Regions from separate parts of the Zea mays genome. Here region 2 is linked to region 1. The links are chromatin contacts, called in public Hi-C maps. All regions are on one chromosome and are shown on one strand. Each heading gives the region's core, a stretch centred on a gene start, on an enhancer-like site or on the middle of the called end of the contact. The rest is flanking DNA. Distances are from core to core; before and after follow the strand shown. Region 1 holds the start of LOC100286130 (DNA-binding protein). Region 2 holds the start of LOC100283864 (gibberellin receptor GID1L2).

Region 1 (3,787 bases), core at 836-3,335:
GCAATGGCTACCTCCTCAGTTGACACTACCAAACCACACCATGAGTATCTGCTTTCTTCCCTGACACAAGATCCCCATCCTTTTGAGGCCCATCTTCTGTCAAGTCCCTAGACACCTCAAGTGCAGTTTTCACAGACTCAGTTTCAAAAGGCCTGGCCTTCCTTGGCCTCCCAGGCCCTCTCTTAATCCCCTTTAATGCAGTATCCCTGGTTCCTGCAGACCACCCTGCCGATGGATTCTTCTTTCTTGGCCTCCCACGCCCTCGCTTCTCCACCGATGCAGCAACTTGGGTTTCTGCAGTTTCAGTTTCCAATGGCCTCTTTCTAGGTCGCCCACGACTCCTCTTCTCCATCAAAGGAGTAGTAGCAAGGGATTGCAAAATCATAGCTTCAACTTCATTTTGCACAGGCCCAGTTTGGTCTACAGCTTGTGCAGGCAGAGCTTCATGCCGACCCTCAGTCATCTGTGCAACTTTCAAGTCCCCAGTTTCAGATGTCTTCTCCTTTCTTGGCCTCCCACGCTTAGCAGCCCCTGCTTTTGCAGTTTCGATTTCCAACGGCCTCTTTCTAGGACGACCGCGGCCTCTCTTCTCTGTCAAAGGAGTACCCAAGGATTGCAAATCCCTATCTTCTACTTCATTTTGGACAGCCCCAGCTTGGTCTGCAGTCAGAGCTTCACGTTGACCCTCAGTCATCTGCGAGGCTTTCATGCGGCCACTTTCCAATGCCTTCTCCTTTCTGGGCCTCCCACGCCCTCTCTTAGTCAATGAAGCATCCACGGACTGCACAGATTCAGGTTGCATCTTCTCTTTCCCAGCAACCACAACCTTAGGTGGGCGCCCTCTTCCCCGCTTCGCACCAACCAAACTGTTACTAGAAGCAGATATGTTCATGGAGGAACCACGCAAAGCACTGATATCAACAGCAACCTTGGGCAGCCGGACAGTCTCACTCTTACCACTGTGGGACATGGTAGCAGGTGTCGGTGAGAGAGGAGTGGTATTCCTCTGTGGTTGTCCACCAGCAGGTCCCTTCTCAGCTCCCACCAACGGCGCCACAGCGGGGTAGGCACTCTTGCGCGGGCGTCCGCGGCCACGCTTGACCCCAGACGGAGGTGGTAGAACAACAGCTCCCAGCAGCTCGGAAAAGGAGGAACGCACAGGGACAAGGGCCTTCCGAGGACGTGCACGGCCCGTCTTGATCCCAGATGGAGGCGGTGGATCAATCCCTCCCAGCAGTGGCGAAGAAGAGGAAGGCGGAGGGACAAGGGCGTCCTTCCGAGGGCGTCCACGCCCCCTCTTGACCCCAGATGGAGGCGGCGGAACACTTGCTCCCTGTAGCGGCGAAGGGGAGGGGGAGGAAGCCACCGGGTCCTGGGCGCTCTTGCGTTTGCGTGGGCGTCCACGCCCTCGCTTGGCGTCCTGAAACGCCGGGATCGAAGCGGAAGGGGCTGAATCTGCGTACTTGCGAGGCCGCCCCCGACCACGCTTCTGCCCCGGAGCAGGGTTGGGGTTGGGCGGGATGTTGGAGCCTCGCCCCTGCCGCTGAGCGGCGGTGGAGACGAAGTAGTTGCCAGAGACGAGGCGAAGTTGGCCATGGGACTTGAGGCTGCGGAGATGGACGGAGAGGAGGGCATCGTGGCGCGAGTGGAGGCCGGAGAAGTGGTCGGCGATGTAGGTGGCGATGGCGCTGCGGCTCGACCCGCTCGGGTCCCGCAGCTCCGTCAGCGCCTGCATGATCATCTGCGGGCGCATCCAACCCAAATCATCGATCGAGATGCAGCAGCAAGATTCAATATTCACTCCAACGAACCGAGGAGGGAGACGGGGAGCGGCTATATTACCTCCTTGTATGTCGGATGGGGACGGCCGGCGGAGGGTGCCGCCGACGAAGGCGACGCGACGGCGGCCACCATTTCGTCTTGCCTCCGCTACTGCTGTTTCTTTTCTCTCGTTTTTCCCCCTACTACAATACTGGGGATTGGTGAATGGGGAATTGGGGATCTCCTGACTGCGTGAGGGATAGGGAAGCGGGGAGAGGGTGGGTGATGCGGGTAGGCGAAGCCCCCCGATGCCGACAAGGGCATCAAACCAGGTTCGTTGGATGCAGCACGTGCAAATCGGTGCCCGTAGCCTGGCGTTTGCGTTTCCCGCGAGCCTCGCGCGCCCGCTTGGCCTGTGCATGAGGTGAGGTGAGGTGAGGTGAGGTGAAGGTGAGACTCATTAGACTGAAAAATATATGTATATGATAAATTTAAAATAAGGAATAAGATATAAGATAAAATATAATATTCTGCTGGAGATAGTCTGTTTGTGGGGAATACGGATGGCTCCAAACTGAATCAGAATTGTTAGGAAAGCGTAAACGATATAAGTTAGAGTATTTTCTATTTATGCTATTATAAAAATTTATAGTTTATATAAAGTGTTGAGCACCAAAATTGAGTGCGGACGGCTCTAAGGTCGGACTGTCCACCGTAGCGGCCAGGACCATCCGCGTGTGCGCGGAATCAGTTAGGGTTTCAGATTTCTTATTGAGAGCGGACGATGTTCGATAGCGGAGTTGATGTTATGGTCGGTGTGACGAACCGTAATGATGGAGTGCATTCTATCGAGATTTTATATAGTGTGCGACCACTGACACATTGCTTTCTTCCAAAAGAAGGTGCATCTTGTTGGCTGGTTTCTCAACAGTCAAACAAACTGGCACTAAAATACCACAGAGATATGGGATGGGATAGGGGCCTGCTAGAGATAGCCTTAAAAAACCCCACGCGTTGGTCGTAAACAAATTGATCGAGCAATTAAATTTAGATGAAAAATAGATTAGGAAGAAAATGTGGACGATGTTGGGGAGGAGTATTGTACTCCCTCCGTTTCGTTTTAGTTGTCGCTGGATAGTACAAAATTGAACTATCCAACGACAACTAAAAAGAAACAGGGGAGTATCATTTTTTAAGAACTATGTAACTTTTTCATTTTTTTTCATTCTTTTTTTGACTTCTGTAGTTTTTTTCTTCATCACGTGGTCAGGTGATTTTTTTTTCCTAAACAAAATGTCATGTTTCGTTTTAAATAAAAATTTCTAAAATAAAAGTTGATGGAGCGATGATATAGGTGTAGGTTGCTGATAAAGGCTATGCACAGAAGAGCTGACCACGATTGATAGCGCAGTTGATATTATGGTTAGTAGCTCATGTGATGAACGGTAAGGATAAATGTATTGTAGGGGCGGACCTAGTGAGGGCACAGGCCCTCGCTCATTTCTTTGTTGTAAGTAGTGTAGTCTAAAATTTTACATAAGGTTCCATGCTCAGTCAAGTATAGATAACATCACTTTGATGTTTGGATGCTCGTCTTTATAAGTGTGTCCTCGCTCTTATTTTGTTCTGGATCCGCTCGTGTATGTTGTATCATGCTTTTAGATAGCGTGCGGGCACTTGCTTCGTTCCAAAAGAAGGTGCATCTTGTTGACCAGTTTCTCAATCATGCAAGCAAACAAACTGGCACTAGAATACCAAACCCATCACGTTCACCAGTCATACGATAGAAATAATGATCCAAACAAACTGTCATGCATTATGCATGCAAAAACCTGGCCTAGGAAAGTCTGGCTGCCGGATTTCATCTTTTGCTATCCAGAAACATGAACCAATCACACCCAAGGTGACTGGTTTCGGATAGAGCTCATTGGTTCCACCTCGGTTGGATTTTGCTTCCCTGGTGTTGCTGGCCAGAGATTGTGGTGACGCTATTGGGACCTATGTGTCTCCGGCTCTTTCTCCGTCA
Region 2 (3,855 bases), core at 1,059-3,558, 610 kb before region 1:
CGGCGGGCGACCTTGAAGTAGCACCAAGCGAGGATCACGGTGGAGGACGAGGACACGAGAAGACGGCTGGTTGCCTGCCGCCAATATGGAATGCTAATACCATCTGACCAAGTCGGCTATAAGCCCTTCACAAAGTGTAATTAGAGGCAAATTACACTCCTTAATTCCTTATAAACTAGATAAATTTTCTTCATGGCGTTTTATGTGATCCTTCCTTATGGGTCTTATGATTTCATGTTGATGTCTCATGTAATCTTCTATTCCATTTATTATACTGTAATAGATTACTATCAAAGCAAAACAGATTACAGATTTTTGACACTCGGCAAAGACAATTTAAAAATCATATTTTAAAGCAGTAAATTAATTCAAATGAAAAGTTTTCAATTACAAATTTGTATAGCTCATCGTGATGTACAAATTATATTTTAAACATTTCTCATATAATAAAATAAAAATAAATTTGTTCATAAAACATATATCTCTCTCGTAGTTTATGAAACTACGAGAGAGATGTATAGAATTTGTGCATATTGTTAGAACCATCATGTGACATGAACAAATGACCAAACAACCAAAATAAATTTTGTAGATCTTGATAAGTTATAGAATTTTGTAGTTGGCAACCTTTTCATTTAAAGTCGTATTGTCAACGAAAACTACGTCTGAATTTAAAAAAAATTAAAATTTGAATTTTGAAAACGATCTCGAAAAAACCACCAACATGAAATTTGTAGGTATTGAATATTTATGAAACTTTGTAGCTGACAATGTTTTGGTTTGAAATCATCTTGTCATGCAAAACTATGTTTCAATTTTGAAATTTGAAATTTTCAAACTAACTCGGATGGAAAAACCACCAAAATAAAAGTTGTAGGTCTTGAAATGTAATGAAACTTTGTAATTGACAACTTTTTGATTTTAAAAATCATCTTATCGTTGAAAAATTTGTGTGAAGTTTTCAAATTTGAAATTCAAATTTTGTAAATGGCCTCGGATGTAGAAACTATCAAAATATAACTTGTAGATCTTAAAAAAAATATGCAACTTTATAGTTGGTCACATTTTCAAATGAATTCATTTAGTGGTTTAAATAATCAAATTACTCTCGGTTTATTATAGACATAATTGATGTAGTAGTGTAGTGATATAGGAGGGTATACGCGAGAGAGAGGTTGCGAGTTCGAATCTCACCATTTACAAAACATGTAAATTTGATTCAAAATAATAGTGAAAATGATAGGGCGATGAGTATGATAGGTAGGGTCGGAGAGTTTGTTCCTATAATTTAAAAAAATGTTTTGCTGTTTTTTTGGATTTTTTATTCTTAATTTGACGAGTGCTTTTATTTGTTGAGTGCTTTTTGACACTTGGCAGAATCCTTTGTTGATTATTCTTTGTCGAGTGTTACACTCGGCAAAGCCTTTGCCGAGTGTCTAAGACACTCGGCAAAGAACACGATTCCGGTAGTGAATCTTCTATTCCATTTATTATACTGTAATAGATTACTAACAAAGCAAAACAGATTACAGGTTTTTTGGGGGCATCAATCTGATAAATTTGTATTTATACCCATGTTGTATGAGCTATTATCAGGAGGTAATTCTATTCAAATTGTATAAATGAGTTTGATTATTCATTTTCACATGTTTTCATATTTCAAACTGTTGCTGTTTGATCTGGTTGCCAGAAGTAGATGTCTGGGAGATAGGCTCCATCTTTTACGGAGTTGCTGAAAAACACTAGCGTTCAATTTGTGAGAGATACTGTAAACTGTAAAGCTTATGCACCCTTCTGATCACTTTAGAAGAGAACTTGGAGAACAATGCACCGCGGAATTGTTCATCTGAAAAGTGGCACTGTCGTTGAATATGATTTGGTGAATATAAATTCTACATGATCGCAATGGCTCTCAAGTTCAAGGCTTCCTGCTAGGAACAATTTTAAAGTAGTTTTCTATAATTCAATTTTTTCATATAAGACATGTTTATAGATATTTGTTTTTTTTAACAATGAGATATTGAGACTGAGGTACAAACAAAACACCACCCTTAGTCAGTAGCATTTTTGAAATTCATAATATGTTGCTTTTTTCGAAATGGAAAATATTCTGAACCACAATGGAAGGTAACACTTTTTTTTAGTTAGAAATGGAAAATCTTGTGAACCACATGGGAAACAAAACAAAAAAAAAACGCTTTGAAGTGCCGTTGTATACAAGTCAACTCTCACCAACCCTCACCTGCAGAGTGCAGACTGCAGTGCAGCCTTTGTATATCTTGGTGAGAAAGGCCTCCGGCTGATCTCGTCCGCCTCGCTGTGCCTGTGTTGTACTACTGCTACTGCTAGGTAGCCAACTCATTTCCTCCCCCAACCCAAATGGGCGACTCCACCGCCACCAACCCCTCCTCGCCGACCGCAGCCATGGATCCCGACTCCGAGGTCGTCTTCGACTTCCAGCCCTACCTCTGCCAGTACAAGAGCGGCCGCATTCACCGGCCCGGCGGCGCCCCCACCGTCCCCGCCGGCACGGACCCGGCCACCGGCGTCGTCTCCAAGGACATCCGCTCCGGCCCCGCCTCCGCGCGCGTCTACCTCCCTCCCGGCGCCACCGGCAAGATCCCGGTGATCGTCTACTTCCACGGCGGCGGCTTCGTGGTCGGCTCGCCGGCGCGGCCGGGCACGCACGGCTACCTCAACGACCTCGTCGCCCGCTCGGGCGCCATCGGCGTGTCCGTCTACTACCGCCTCGCGCCGGAGCACAAGCTGCCCGCCGCGTACGACGACGCGTGGGCGGCGCTGCGGTGGGCGGTGACGCTCGGCGGCGAGGACCCGTGGCTGCTGGAGCACGCCGACCTGTCCCGCGTGTTCCTGGCGGGCTGCAGCGCCGGCGCCAACATCGCGCACGACACGGCCGTGCGAGCCTCCGCCGCCGGCGTGGCCATCCGCGGGCTCGCCCTAGTGCACCCGTACTTCACTGGCAGGGAGGCCGTGGGCGGCGAGACGGCGGCGTTCGGCCCCGAGATCCGGCCGTCCATGGACCGGACTTGGCGGTTCGTGGTCTCGGACACGGTGGGGCTGGACGACCCGCGCGTGAACCCGTTCGTGGACGACGCGGCGCGCAAGGCCTCCGCCGGGATCCCGTGCCAGCGCGTGCTGGTGTGTGTGGCCGAGAACGACTTCCTGCTCAAGGAGCGCGCGCTGTGGTACCACCGGGAGATCAAGGCCAGTGGCTACGCCGGCGAGGTCGAGCTGTTCGAGTCTAAGGGCGTCGGCCACGCGTTCCACTTCGACATGCTGGACTCGGAGCAGGGCGTCGCACTACAGGAGCGGATCGTGGCTTTCATAAATAAATGAAAACCGAGACGATAAATAAGAGTTTTCTTTTTTTTGTCCACTATCGATTCACGGAGTAAATCGATTGTTTGGTTTGGTCCATTTTATCCGCTGTCGGTCCACGGAGTAATTCGTTGTCTCGTTTTTTGTTAGAACAATTTGTATCGATTCACAGAGCTATCAGTGCGGTGATTGATCACCAGCGGTATGTAACTCCATTCCTGTTACCATTTAGAATGCTGAACCAAACAACACCATAACCAATATTAGAGCATTTCAAAAAAAAAAAACACACACACACAGAGTCTTTCCAAAACCAATATTGGAGACGAAACACTATTTTTATTACTCCAACAGCCTCCTTCCCTCCCCTGCTTTTTTTCACGTCCCGCATTCAAGGCTAGCCGTGTCACAGATATGCGCGAGAAGAATTCTGGGTTCCCGCGTTATTTAGTCCTTTGTGTAGTTTTTTTTGTTGGTTACGGAAAGGTGGGAAGCGTCGATGGTCTGTGGCGATGG

The links. A called contact is a pair of places that touch in the nucleus more often than the background predicts.
Region 2: a contact with region 1 is called in a Hi-C map of bundle sheath, with 2.7 times the contacts expected there. The contact joins the promoter of LOC100283864 here to the promoter of LOC100286130 in region 1. A contact is called at or near these places in 2 of 25 Hi-C or Micro-C datasets (bundle sheath and tassel).

What each region holds. Positions count from the first base shown.
Region 1 is chr6:121,212,910-121,216,696 of Zm-B73-REFERENCE-NAM-5.0, reverse strand. It overlaps LOC100286130 (DNA-binding protein), which reads right to left and starts at 2,085. Exons shown (of 2, transcript NM_001159018.2): 1 at 1,843-2,085; 2 at 1-1,741. The coding sequence starts at 1,914. The coding sequence ends at 26.
Region 2 is chr6:121,823,463-121,827,317 of Zm-B73-REFERENCE-NAM-5.0, reverse strand. LOC100283864 (gibberellin receptor GID1L2) reads left to right here and starts at 2,308. Exons shown (of 1, transcript NM_001156762.2): 1 at 2,308-3,560. The coding sequence starts at 2,380. The coding sequence ends at 3,357.